3 separate regions of the Sus scrofa genome follow, and regions 1 and 2 are each linked to region 3. A link is a contact called in public Hi-C and HiChIP or PLAC-seq data. All regions are on one chromosome and are shown on one strand. Each heading gives the region's core, a stretch centred on a gene start, on an enhancer-like site or on the middle of the called end of the contact. The rest is flanking DNA. Distances are from core to core; before and after follow the strand shown. Region 1 holds the start of UROD (uroporphyrinogen decarboxylase). Region 2 holds the start of BTBD19 (BTB/POZ domain-containing protein 19). Region 3 holds the start of HPDL (4-hydroxyphenylpyruvate dioxygenase-like protein).

The links. A called contact is a pair of places that touch in the nucleus more often than the background predicts. HiChIP or PLAC-seq counts read pairs in DNA pulled down with a chosen protein or histone mark.
Region 1: a Hi-C map of skeletal muscle shows a contact between it and region 3, with 4 times the contacts expected there. The contact joins the promoter of UROD here to the promoter of HPDL in region 3. A contact is called at or near these places in 3 of 5 promoter capture datasets (fetal liver, fetal skeletal muscle and liver), 18 of 47 Hi-C or Micro-C datasets (blood, brain, embryonic fibroblasts and 8 more) and 2 of 2 datasets of contacts at active chromatin or transcription factors (alveolar macrophages and skeletal muscle).
Region 2: an H3K27ac HiChIP or PLAC-seq map of alveolar macrophages shows a contact between it and region 3. The contact joins the promoter of BTBD19 here to the promoter of HPDL in region 3. A contact is called at or near these places in 4 of 5 promoter capture datasets (fetal liver, fetal skeletal muscle, liver and 1 more), 2 of 47 Hi-C or Micro-C datasets (embryonic fibroblasts and liver) and 2 of 2 datasets of contacts at active chromatin or transcription factors (alveolar macrophages and skeletal muscle).

The regions. Positions count from the first base shown.
Region 1 is chr6:166,329,035-166,332,533 of Sscrofa11.1, reverse strand. UROD (uroporphyrinogen decarboxylase) reads left to right here and starts at 1,976. Exons shown (of 10, transcript NM_001244940.1): 1 at 1,976-2,009; 2 at 2,662-2,774; 3 at 2,899-2,978; 4 at 3,056-3,118; 5 at 3,333-3,499. The coding sequence starts at 1,990.
Region 2 is chr6:166,524,707-166,528,318 of Sscrofa11.1, reverse strand. BTBD19 (BTB/POZ domain-containing protein 19) reads left to right here and starts at 1,594. Exons shown (of 8, transcript XM_021096773.1): 1 at 1,594-2,498; 2 at 2,757-3,541. TCTEX1D4 (Tctex1 domain containing 4) reads right to left here and starts at 969. Exons shown (of 4, transcript NM_001032356.1): 1 at 818-969; 2 at 339-412; 3 at 1-242. The coding sequence starts at 231.
Region 3 is chr6:166,013,531-166,017,266 of Sscrofa11.1, reverse strand. HPDL (4-hydroxyphenylpyruvate dioxygenase-like protein) reads left to right here and starts at 2,216. Exons shown (of 1, transcript XM_003128048.4): 1 at 2,216-3,736. The coding sequence starts at 2,797.

The sequences.
Region 1 (3,499 bases), core at 727-3,226, 320 kb before region 3:
AGCCAGATAAGAGGAAAGACCAAGATGGGGGCCAAGGAGGCAACCGACCAACCAACCAAAAAGGGCAGGGGCCGCTGGTGATGCGCAGTCACGGAAGAAAAGGAAACTGTCCTCCTACCCCACCCACTTTTCAAAAGTTTACAGACCACATGATGCGCATGTCTAAAAGGCACAATTCTGGAGTTCCCACTGTGGCTCAGCAGCAACAAACCCGAATGGTGTCCATGAAGATTCGGGTTCGATCCCTGACCTCACTCGGTGGGTTAAGGGTCCGGCAGTGCTGTGAGCTGTGGCTTCCGGGGGCAGCTCTGATTCCACCTGGGAGCTTCCAAATGCTGCACGTGTGGCTCTAAAATAGCAAAAAAAAAAAGTACAATTCAATAGGTTTTGATGTGTTAAATTTTAAAAAAAGAGATAAAATTATATAACAAAATTTGCCATCTTAACCGATTTTTAAAGTGTACAATTATCTATTTCTGAAACTTTTTCATCAACCCAAGCAGAAATTCTGTACCCTTTAAGCAGTAACTCCTCATTGCCCTCATTCCCCAGCCCCTGGTAAACTCTGATCCACTTTTTGCCTCCATGAATTTGCCTATTCTAGATACTTAATATTAGCGGAACCATACAGTATTGTCCTTATGCGTCTGTCATTTCACTCAGTATAATGTTACAACAATGTCATAGCATGTATATGTTTATTTTTATGGTTGAATGATATTCCATTGTGTGTGTATACACACCCACACTACATTTTTAAAAATCCATTCATAACTTGATGGACACTTGGGTAGAAACTTTGTTTTGTTTTCAAATAAGTGAAGTTATCAAGAAAAAAAAAATAAATGGTCCCATGTAATTTTGACAGTTTTCCATTTGTTTCTCCTGAGGAAGTTGAGGACACAGTGACTCCCGGCTGTTTGCACACGATCACACCACTACAGGATAAAGTGAACAAGTGCAGCTAACAAGGGCCTGCATAACCTGGACTTTGCAGGCGTCTCCAGCCTCTTAAATTCCACCAACTTGTTTCCCGGTTCCCATAAAACCTCTTCCTCTTTTGCTGTCTTCTCTTTGCACATGCTGTTCCCTCTGCGTGGAACACCCCCATTGCTCTCCCTAATTTTTTTGGGGGGGGTCTTTTTTGCCTTTTCTAGGGCCGTTTCCGCGGCATATGAAGATTCCCAGGCTAGGGATCCAATCGGACCCATAGCCACCGGCCTACACCACAGCCACAGCAACGTGGGATCCGAGCCGCGTCTGCAACCTACACCACAGCTCACGGCAACGCCGGATCGTTAACCCACTGAGCAAGGGCAGGGACCGAACCCGCAACCTCATGGTTCCTAGTCGGATTCGTTAACCACCGCGCCACGACAAGAACTCCAGCTCTCCCTAATAGATGGCGTGCTTGTTCGTTGCTTCTAGCTTTTCCCCTTAAAACATTTACTGTTGTAAATGTAAAGGTTTCTGTTTCCGCATCTTAAAGGACGGAGCTGTCTTGTACATCACTGTGAGCTCTGCATCTACTGTAGTGCTCACCTCTTACTAGGTAATAGAAATATTTCATTATTTCAGTTCCCTGTACAACTTAGTTCCATTAATTCACAGTATGCTTGGTCGAGCCAGACATAAAATTGTTGGAATCCTGGCGTGGGCGTGAAAGTGAGACTTGGGCTGAGTCTTCGGGATTCTCAGGCCATCGGAGGAGGGCAAATTCCTCCTGCCACGCTAAGGGTAGCTACAGCAAGGTTCTTTCGGGGGTGGTATTTGTGGCTGCGTCGCTACAGCGGACTTTACGATGTAGAGAGAGGCGGTCCTACCGGCAGCGGCCGGGGCAGCGCAGGAGCAGCGGCTCGAATCTGATCATGTGACTTTCAACATGGCGGCGGCCTCGCGCCGCTCCAGGAAGGGGCGGGGCTTGAGCAGGGGGCGGGCGCAGACTCAGGTTTTAGTGGGGACCCGGCTCGCGTTTACAGACAGCTGATCATGGAGGCGAACGAGTCTGGGTGAGTCCTTTACCACGTAGTTTGGCCGGCGGGGCTTCTGACCTGAACGTTTCCGCTCAGGAATCTGTCCCTATACCCCTCCTCCCCAGCCCCGGAGAGCTCTCAACCTGAACCCAAGTCGCTGGAATCCCAAATCCTCCAACCAGGATTCCTGAGACATTCATCCCAGGGAATGTCTCGCTGGACTGCGTCCCGCAGACCTTCATTTAGGGGATACCCCCTCGACTTTCTAATCCTCGACTAGGATCCCTATTTCGGACCATCATCTCTGATCCCTCCATGACTGTCCCCCAGCCTGGGGTTCTTCCAGCCCTGAAACAGCCCACTGGTATTCTTGTTCCTGAGATTCTTCTGGTCCAAAGATCCCCAAACTATCCTCACCCCCCCGCCCCCATTCTCCGTGTCTCTTCATTGGCTTTGAGGTTGGGGAAGCTGGGCCAATGTGTAGGGTAGAGGCCCCAGCACGAGCCCTTCTAGTTCTGTGCACCACCAGATAGGCAGAGGGAGGCGGAATCGGCGGGGAGCCACAGCTTGGTAGCTGGCCTGGAGAAGGCAGATAGCGGTGCCAGACTGAATCCACCTTAAGCACCTTAGCCTTGCCCAACTCCTAGCTCAGTTTACTGACACCTACCCCACTCCCTCTGATCTCTAGTCCCCAGGGTTTTCCGGAGCTGAAGAATGACACCTTCCTGCGAGCAGCCTGGGGAGAAGAAACAGACTACACTCCGGTTTGGTGCATGCGGCAGGCAGGCCGCTACTTACCAGGTCAGGGTCGGGGCCTCAGAGTCTAGGTGAAACTCCGAAAGGCAAAAAGTTTTTGAGAGGCAGAGAAGGGCGCGCGCTAGAGGTTCCTCAAAGCTGATCCCTGCCCTCCCTTTTCTGTCTGCAGAGTTTAGGGAAACCAGGGCTGCCCAGGACTTTTTCAGCACCTGTCGATCTCCAGAGGTGTGCTGTGAACTGACGCTGCAGGTGAGGGGTCCACAAAAGAGGGGAGGGATTTATGCCCTCAACTTGCCACCTAGCAACCTGTCTTTGTTTCCCTATAGCCACTGCGTCGCTTCCCCCTGGATGCTGCCATCATCTTCTCCGACATCCTCGTTGTACCCCAGGTACCTGCTCAAACTTTGAACAGGTGGAAAAGAGAAAAGACAGTCAAGGCTCAAGATGAGCACTTATCCTTACTGGACAGAGGGAAAAATAGGCTGGAAGTGATGGAGTTTGGCTGAGTTTTTTTTCCTCCTTTTCCTCCTTCCTGGCATGGGTCGAACAGAACTCTTCCTTTGGAGGTACCCGTTGGGAACTCAGATCTTTCTTCCCCTCCAGGCACTGGGCATGGAGGTGACTATGGTGCCTGGCAAAGGGCCCAGCTTCCCAGAGCCATTACGAGAAGAGCGAGACTTAGAGCGCCTCCGGGACCCAGCAACAGTGGCCTCTGAGCTGGACTATGTGTTCCAGGCCATCACCCTCACTCGGCAACGACTGGCTGGGCG
Region 2 (3,612 bases), core at 345-2,844, 510 kb before region 3:
CGGGCGCCGACCCCCGGGCCCTGCACCTGCTCCGGCCAGCGAGTTGCGGCGTGAAAAGGACGAGGCTGGACCTAGCACGGAGCCGCGGCGGGAGGCCGGGCCTGGGCCAGCTGGTCGGGTCTCATCAATGCTGGGCAGGCGGCCCGGAGGCCGCGCCAGGGACAGTTTCTGCCCAGGGTCTTTGGCAAGCTCCTCCTCCTGACGGCCGGCGGGCACAGGCCTGCCAGCCATGGACCTGCGGACTGAAAGACCCCCGTTACGGGCAGGCCCTGCCTGGCCCTCCTTGTACACCGTCCAGTCTCTTAGTAAGAGGTTTTTACTCCCTAATTCCTTCTTACCTGTTTTTTGGGGACAGGTGAATCCAGGAGTCTGGGGCTGTGTGGATTCGAAGTACTGGGAGGGTTAAGGGCTGCTAGAGACAAAATAAGGGGAGAGACGCTGCGCAGACTGTTAATCTGGGGCTGTCCCTGTCCTCTGAGCTCCGCACTCGCTGAGCGTTGGAGGCTCCTTAACTGAGCTCAGAGTCCACTGCCTTTTCTCTCTTGTACTGGGCTTTACCAGCAGGAGAAGTGGGGCCGTAGTGGCCCCCTCTGCCTCCGCCTGGACAGGGAGCCTCCACCCCCTAACAGAAGGAGGCATAGACCTGACTCCTTCAACCCCCACAGACAGGCCCAGCCCTGCGTGTCTCAGATCCCGCCATCCTCCACCCCTACCTCTTCTAAGGCAGCTGGCGCAAAGATCCCCACAACTGGCTGAGGCTGGGGCCAAGTGACCCAGGATGGTCCTTCCACCCTCTGCTCTTGGCTCCTGGCCCTACCTCCAGAGTCAGTGCTGGGACGGCTGCCCTCTTCTCCCGAAACTCCTCAGCCCCTTGAGTCACCACAGTCTTTGGCTTTCACATTCTCTCCCCCCGGCCCCTGCCTGGCCGCCTGACTGGCAGGTGGGAGGGTAAGGGCCCCTTGCCTGTGTTGTGGGGTTGCCATGGGTTGCTGGGCAAGCACGCCTCTCTTCCTGGTTCCTTCTCTCGAGTCCAAGCTCTGACCTAACCTGGGAGCGTTACTGCTCTGAGCACGTGCTGAGTGCGGGGTGCCTGAGTCACCAGCAGAGGGGACAGAGGTTTAGCGCCCAAGGGCATACACATAAGACTGAAGGGGCAGATGTAGAGAGAGGCTCTGGTCAGAAAGGCATCCCCCACGCCAGGGCTTTTGAGCCGCTGACCTTCTCTCCCCTCGCGAAGCCTGGCTCTCCACTGGGGAGCAAGTCGCAGAGGCCTGGGATATGGGACACCTTTTGGGGCTGCGGGGGTGGCTGCCCAGGAATCGGGATCTGGGCCGACAGGAAGGAGCACGTCATGGGCTCGAGCGTTTCCACATCGGCTGCAACAGGGACAAACATTTCCGTTCCCCGCGCAGAGCTGGGTGGGGCTTGGATGACTTCCTCAGTTCAGGGCTTGAGGGGGAGGGGGAGGCACCCATCAGGACCCGGGCCTGATGCAACAGTGGTGACTCCACTTTGCATAAACCCTGCTGACCTAAGTGGCCTGGGGCTTGTCCCCAGCTGCCCACACCTCCTGGGTGCCCTAGTGCCCAGACGGCCCTCCACCCTCACTGCAGTTGCATTTCAGGGATGCCAGAGACCACGATGCCTCTGTCAGAGCTGACACCACCTCACCTGAGCCCCCACTCTGGGAAGGACAGGGCGGCCACCTCCCAGACAAACCAGGTCTGGGCCCTGAAAATGGTCCGAGGGGTCAAGGACTTTCCCGGTTGAGGGGGTTCCCCAGGCCTGGCTAGCCTGACCCTGACCCTGACCCTGACCCTGCCCCTGACCCTGTGGGCCTACAGGGGGCGGGGGGGAGGGACAGAGGGTTCGAACCCTGAACCCTGGACAGTCAGGAGTCAGGGCACTAAGACCCTGGCTCTGCTTAGGGCCCCTCTAGGGCTGAAGTTTTCGGGGCCTGTGGGGGAAGGGGCGGGGCCTCCTCTCCGCCTGGGATCTCGTTTCCGTGGAAACCCACAGGCTTTCCACCCTGGCGCTGCCTGGGCAGGCTCCCAGCTGGGGCCTCATCCACAGCCAGCCTCTCTTCCCCGTTCGGCCTGCTCCACCCCTGCCTCTCTGGGTCCCCTCCCTGAGTCCCTATCCCCAGCCTGAGCCTCCGGCCTTCTCCCCGAGCCTCTGATGCCTTCGGGAACCGGGGCCTCTCGCGCCCCATCCCTAAACTTCAGCTTCTCAGCAAACAGGGCTCCCAAGCTCCCGCCCCTCCCTCTCAGGCCTCTCTAGCTCCTCTGCAGCTCTAGGGCCTGGCCAGGCCTCCTGCTCCTTCCACCTTCCGCCTCCCTACAGACCCACAGACAACAAGCCTCCTGGGCTGCACCCCCTGCTTACTCCTCTACCCCCCTCCCGCCCCCACCCATGGAGCCCCCAGGACTGGTTGTGCACGGGGCGGTGGCGCCCTTTTCCACGGCACTCCGAAGCCTCGTCAACAACCCCCTGTACAGGTGAGGGGGCGGGCCCTGTCTGCGGGTCTTCCCTAGCTGCCTCTGCTGGGCCCCGTGATTCTGAGGAAGCTCTGGGTTCAGAGGAAGTGGGGAGTTGGGGCTTGAGCCTCCTCCCCCGGTGACCTCAGCCTGGGGAAGTAGAGGATGGCTCCTGGTCACTCAGTGTCTGCAATTTTCCTGCGAGCCGGAGGTGGGGGCGGTGGGGGGTGGAGTTCAGGCTCAGCTGGGTGACCTCAGGGAAAGGCTTTCCTTTTTCAGACCTCGGGCTCCTGGCAGAGAAGAGCCCTCTGCCCCCTGGATCCTGAGAACCGGAATGTGACTTGAATGCCTCCCTGGGGAGGGAGGCAGAGGAGCAGATGACCCCGCTCTGGGAACTGGGGACTCACATCGGGAATGAAACTTCAGAAACTGAGCCAGGGAGTCTCTACTGTGGCTCAGTGGAAACGAATCCAACTAGTATCCATGAGGATGAGGGTTCGATCCCTGGCCCGGTTCAGTGGGTTAAGGATCCAGTTGCCATGAGCGGCGGTGTAGGTGGCAGACACGGCTCGGATCTGGTATCTCTGTGGCTGTGCTGTAGGTGGGCAGCTACAGCTCCTATTCAACCTCTAGCCCGGGAACTTCCATTTGCCGCAGGTACAGCGTGAAAAAGAAAGAAAAAAGAAATTGAGCCAGAGTCACAGACAGGAAGTAGTTCAAGGGTGCTGCCTGGGGCTCACTGCCTGCCCAGGATGCTAATGGTATCTGAAACCAGGGCTAGAGTAGGGGGGCAGGGCCAGTCAGGAGAGCTAGAATGTGGCTTTCTGTCCCCACTGCCTCAGAGCTGGGCTCGCCCCCACAGGCTGGTGAGTCCTATAACCCTCTGCTTTGGGGCATCGCCATCTGCTCACAGTGGGAAGCTCCAGGCCTTGGACCCGGGACTAGGAGGCTCCAGGAAGCTCAAGCTTCATCTCCTGCCTCCTACCCACTATGCTGTTTGGAGGCCCGGAGGCCGGGGCCGGAAGTGATCATCAAGATGGAAAATGTGGTCTGGCCTAAAGATGGTGCGTCACTGATGTGTCTGTTTGCAGCCAGTGCACGCTGCACCCCCCCCCCTCTTTCTGGAGGAGGCTGA
Region 3 (3,736 bases), core at 967-3,466:
GCTGTGGCCGTGGTGTAGGCCAGACCCCTGGCCTGGGAACCTCCATATGCACAAGAGCGGCCCAAGAAATGGCAAAAAAAAAAAAAGAAAGAAAGAAAGAAGGAAAAATAAACAGTGTAGAGGGAGAGCTTTTTGGTTTTGTTTTTAATATGAAAAAAACCTGAGGATGTTCCTTAAAGGCGAGCAAGTGAAGATTCACAGGAGAGAGAGCAAAATCAGTACAGCAAAAGCTCACTGAGGACATGAGTGTCGGTGGGACTCAGAGTCCTGTTAGTCTTTTTTTTTTTTTTTTTTTTTTTTTGCTTTTTAGGGCCACACCTGCAGCACATGGAGGTTCCCAGGCTAGGAGTCTAATCGGAGTTGTAGCCGCCGGCCTGCGCCAGAGCCACACAGCAATGCAGGATCTGAGCCGCGTCTGCAGCCTACACCACAGCTCACGTCAATGCTGGATCCTTAACCCACTGAGCGAGGCCAGGGATCGAACCCTCGACCTCATAGTTTCTAGTCGGATTCATTAACCACTGAGCCACGATGGGAACTCCAAGCCCTGTTAGTCTTACCCAAGTGGCACTCTTCTTCCTTCACAGTGACAGGCACGGAGAGGGGGATATCAGCAGGTCCTCAGAGCACCTGCAGAGGCCCCGCTCTAGGGCTCTGGAAATGCAAACACACCTCTTCCCCAAGAAGCTCCCAAGCTAGGGGTTTAATTAGTTGACCTCTATTACCAGCTAGCCTCTTGAGAGCCCAGTGTGTGCCCTGGGCCAAAGCCACGCCCTGGCAGGGCAACACGCCTCTGCCAAGATCAGCATTTTCTTTCAGACAGCAGCCACAGCCTCCAGAAACCCATCCTCTCCAGGTAGGAAGTGCTGTGCAGAGGGCTGTGTCTGTTCCTTCTGTCGGTACCCAGAGCCCTTGAGTAGAAATTCCTTCTCCTGGACCGAAGGCCTAGAAGCACTAGCGCGTCTCCTTTGGGGCCCTCATCATGATAACTGGGGCAGAACATAGACCTTTTTTTCCTTTTCTTTTCTTTGGCGGCACCTGCGGCATGCGGAAGTTACCAGGGCCAGGGACTGAACTCGAGCCACAGCTGAAACGTAGCAGTAACAAAACCAGATCCTCAACCCACTGAGCCAGGGAATTCTGAGCATAGCCTGTTCTGAACCAATCCTCTCAGAGCCCTATTCCCAGGGCCCCTTCTCTTAGAATCCCCTCCCAGGGCTCAGGCCTAGGGAGACGCAGCCCTTTGTATGCCCCGACCCCACCAGCAGGCCCAGGTTCATAGGCTAAAACCTGGATCTCTTTCCGGACTGCACCACAATTTCATTTAATCACAGCAACCCTATGAAGTAGGTACCATTATTATTCCCATTTTTTTAACAGAAGAAACTGAAGCTCAGAGACGTTAAGCAACTTACCCAAAGTCATACAGCTAGGAAGTGTTGGAAGTGGATTTTAAACTCAGGTCTGTCTGGCTTTTGGAGCCCATGTTCTCGGATTCACTGGTCTGTGGAGCAGCACCAAGCGTCTTTCACTGACCAGCTTCTGAGTACTGAGTCTTTTCTTCTAAGCCCTGTCCCCTCATCACATCCTTTTCCCCTCTGGCCAGTGAAACTCAACAGTCGTTATCACCCCAGGCTGCCTGACAGAGGACTTTCATTTGCAGTGCCTTTGCATCCGTCCCTACCGCCTCCCCAACCTTATGCTCCGTTGCGCCTCTGAGGGTTTGGCTCACATTCCTCGCTGAGCTTTTGTTTATGCTACATGCCCTTCCAGGAATGCCCTTCCAAATCCTTGAGGTGCTACCAGGTGATTTTCCAGAAGGCTCCTAACTTCCTCATCCGGTGATCTGCAAAGTGTGTCTGCCTGGTACACAGTCAGGAAGCTGCAAAGAGCAAGGAGGGCTTGGGTGTCGTGGTTTTTTTTGTTTGTTTGTTTGTTTGTTTGTTTTTGTCTTTTTGCCTTTTCTAGCGCTGCTCTCGCGGCATATGGAGGTTCCCAGGTGAGGCGTCTAATCGGAGCTGTAGCTGCCAGCCTACACCACAGTCACAGCAACGCGGGATCTGAGCTGCTTCTGCAGCCTACACCCCAGCTCACAGCAATGCCAGATCCTGAACCCACTGAGCAAGGCCAGGGATCGAACCCGAATCCTCGTTCCTAGTCGGATTCGTTAACCACTGCGCCAGGACGGGAACTCGGGGATGGAAACTTCATGGATTCTAGCCGGATTCGTTTCCGCTGCCCCACAACAGGAACTCCAAGAAGGGCTTGTTCTAAGTCCTGATAGGGTCGGGGCTGAGAAAGGTCACCCATGCAGTTACTCCGTTCAGATCCCGAGCGACCACCTCTTTCTCCCAATCTTGTTGGGACAAGAGGTAAAAGATGTTAAACGGAGAATGGGGTTGAGGAAAGAGAAAAATGCAGCTGAGAGACTTCCCAAGAGAAAGGTGAGAAGCATGTCGTAGCTGTATAAATGGCCCATCTTCCTATAAACATCGATTTCTCTGGACCATTATAGGAAGGAATGAAAATCTGTAACAAAACATTTTAATATTTTTTACGTTGGAAAGGACATTAGGACTTAAAAGCAAATTCTCCAAAAAATTTAAGCTCAAACATGAAATTGCTAAGGAATTCGTGCTTACAGGGGAAGAATGTGGGCTCTTCTCCCAACCAGGGCTGAAACCTTCGCTCTAAGTGGGAGCCCGCTGCCTGGCACCCAGTGAAGGCAGCTATTGTGATCTCCAGGGTCCGGGGAAGGGTGGCTCAGGGGCCAAGAGTGTGGCTCAGCCAGAGGCCATGGGAAGGTCAGGGCCCAAGGCTGCGGCCCAGAGGCCGTGGGAAGGGGCAGTCCTTCTCCCCTCGCCGGGGACAGGAGTCTGGGCGGGCGGAGGGCGGAGTCACTGGCTCCGCCCTCCCTCGCTCCTGCTGGGTCCCAGCCCTTGCTCCGCGTGGTTCTCAGGTCCCCCTGGTGGTCCCCAGGCAGCTCCAGTGAGGGGGGCACAACAGGGGGAACTGCGAGCCCCAAGGGGTCTGTCTGCGGCTTCTCCCGGAAAAAGACCGAGGCACGCACTCTGCGAGCAAAAGCGGACTCCCACCGGCTTCCGACGACAAGCCGGGGACCTGAGGATCGCGGAGTCCACGACCCGTGAGCGACCCCAGGGGAAGGACAGGAGGGACGCCGACCGGACCGCCATGGCCGCGCCTGTCCGCCGTCTGTGCCATGTCGCCTTCCACGTGCCCGCGGGGCAGCCCCTCGCCCGGGATCTGCAGCGCTTCTTCGGTTTCCGGCCCCTGGCGGTGAGGGAAGCCGATGGCTGGCGGCAGCTGGCCCTGCGCAGCGGCGACGCGGTCTTTTTGGTGAACGAGGGCGCCGGGCCTGGGGAGCCGCTGTACAGCCTGGACCCGCATCACGCGGTGCCCGGTGCGACCAACCTGTGCTTCGACGTGGCTGACGTGGGCGCTGCAGCTCGGGCGCTAGCCGCGCTGGGCTGCAACGTGCAGGTGCCTCCGGTGACCGTGCAGGATGCACAGGGCGCCGCCACCTACGCCGTGGTCGGCTCGCCCGCCGGCAACCTCAGCCTGACGCTGCTGGAGCGCCCCGGCTTCTGCGGGCCCTTTCTCCCCGGCTTTCGGCCCGTGTCCTCTGTACCCGGCCCGGGCTGGGTCACCCACGTGGACCACCTGACCTTGGCCTGCCCTCGCAGCAGCTCCCCCAAAATAATGCGCTGGTTCCACG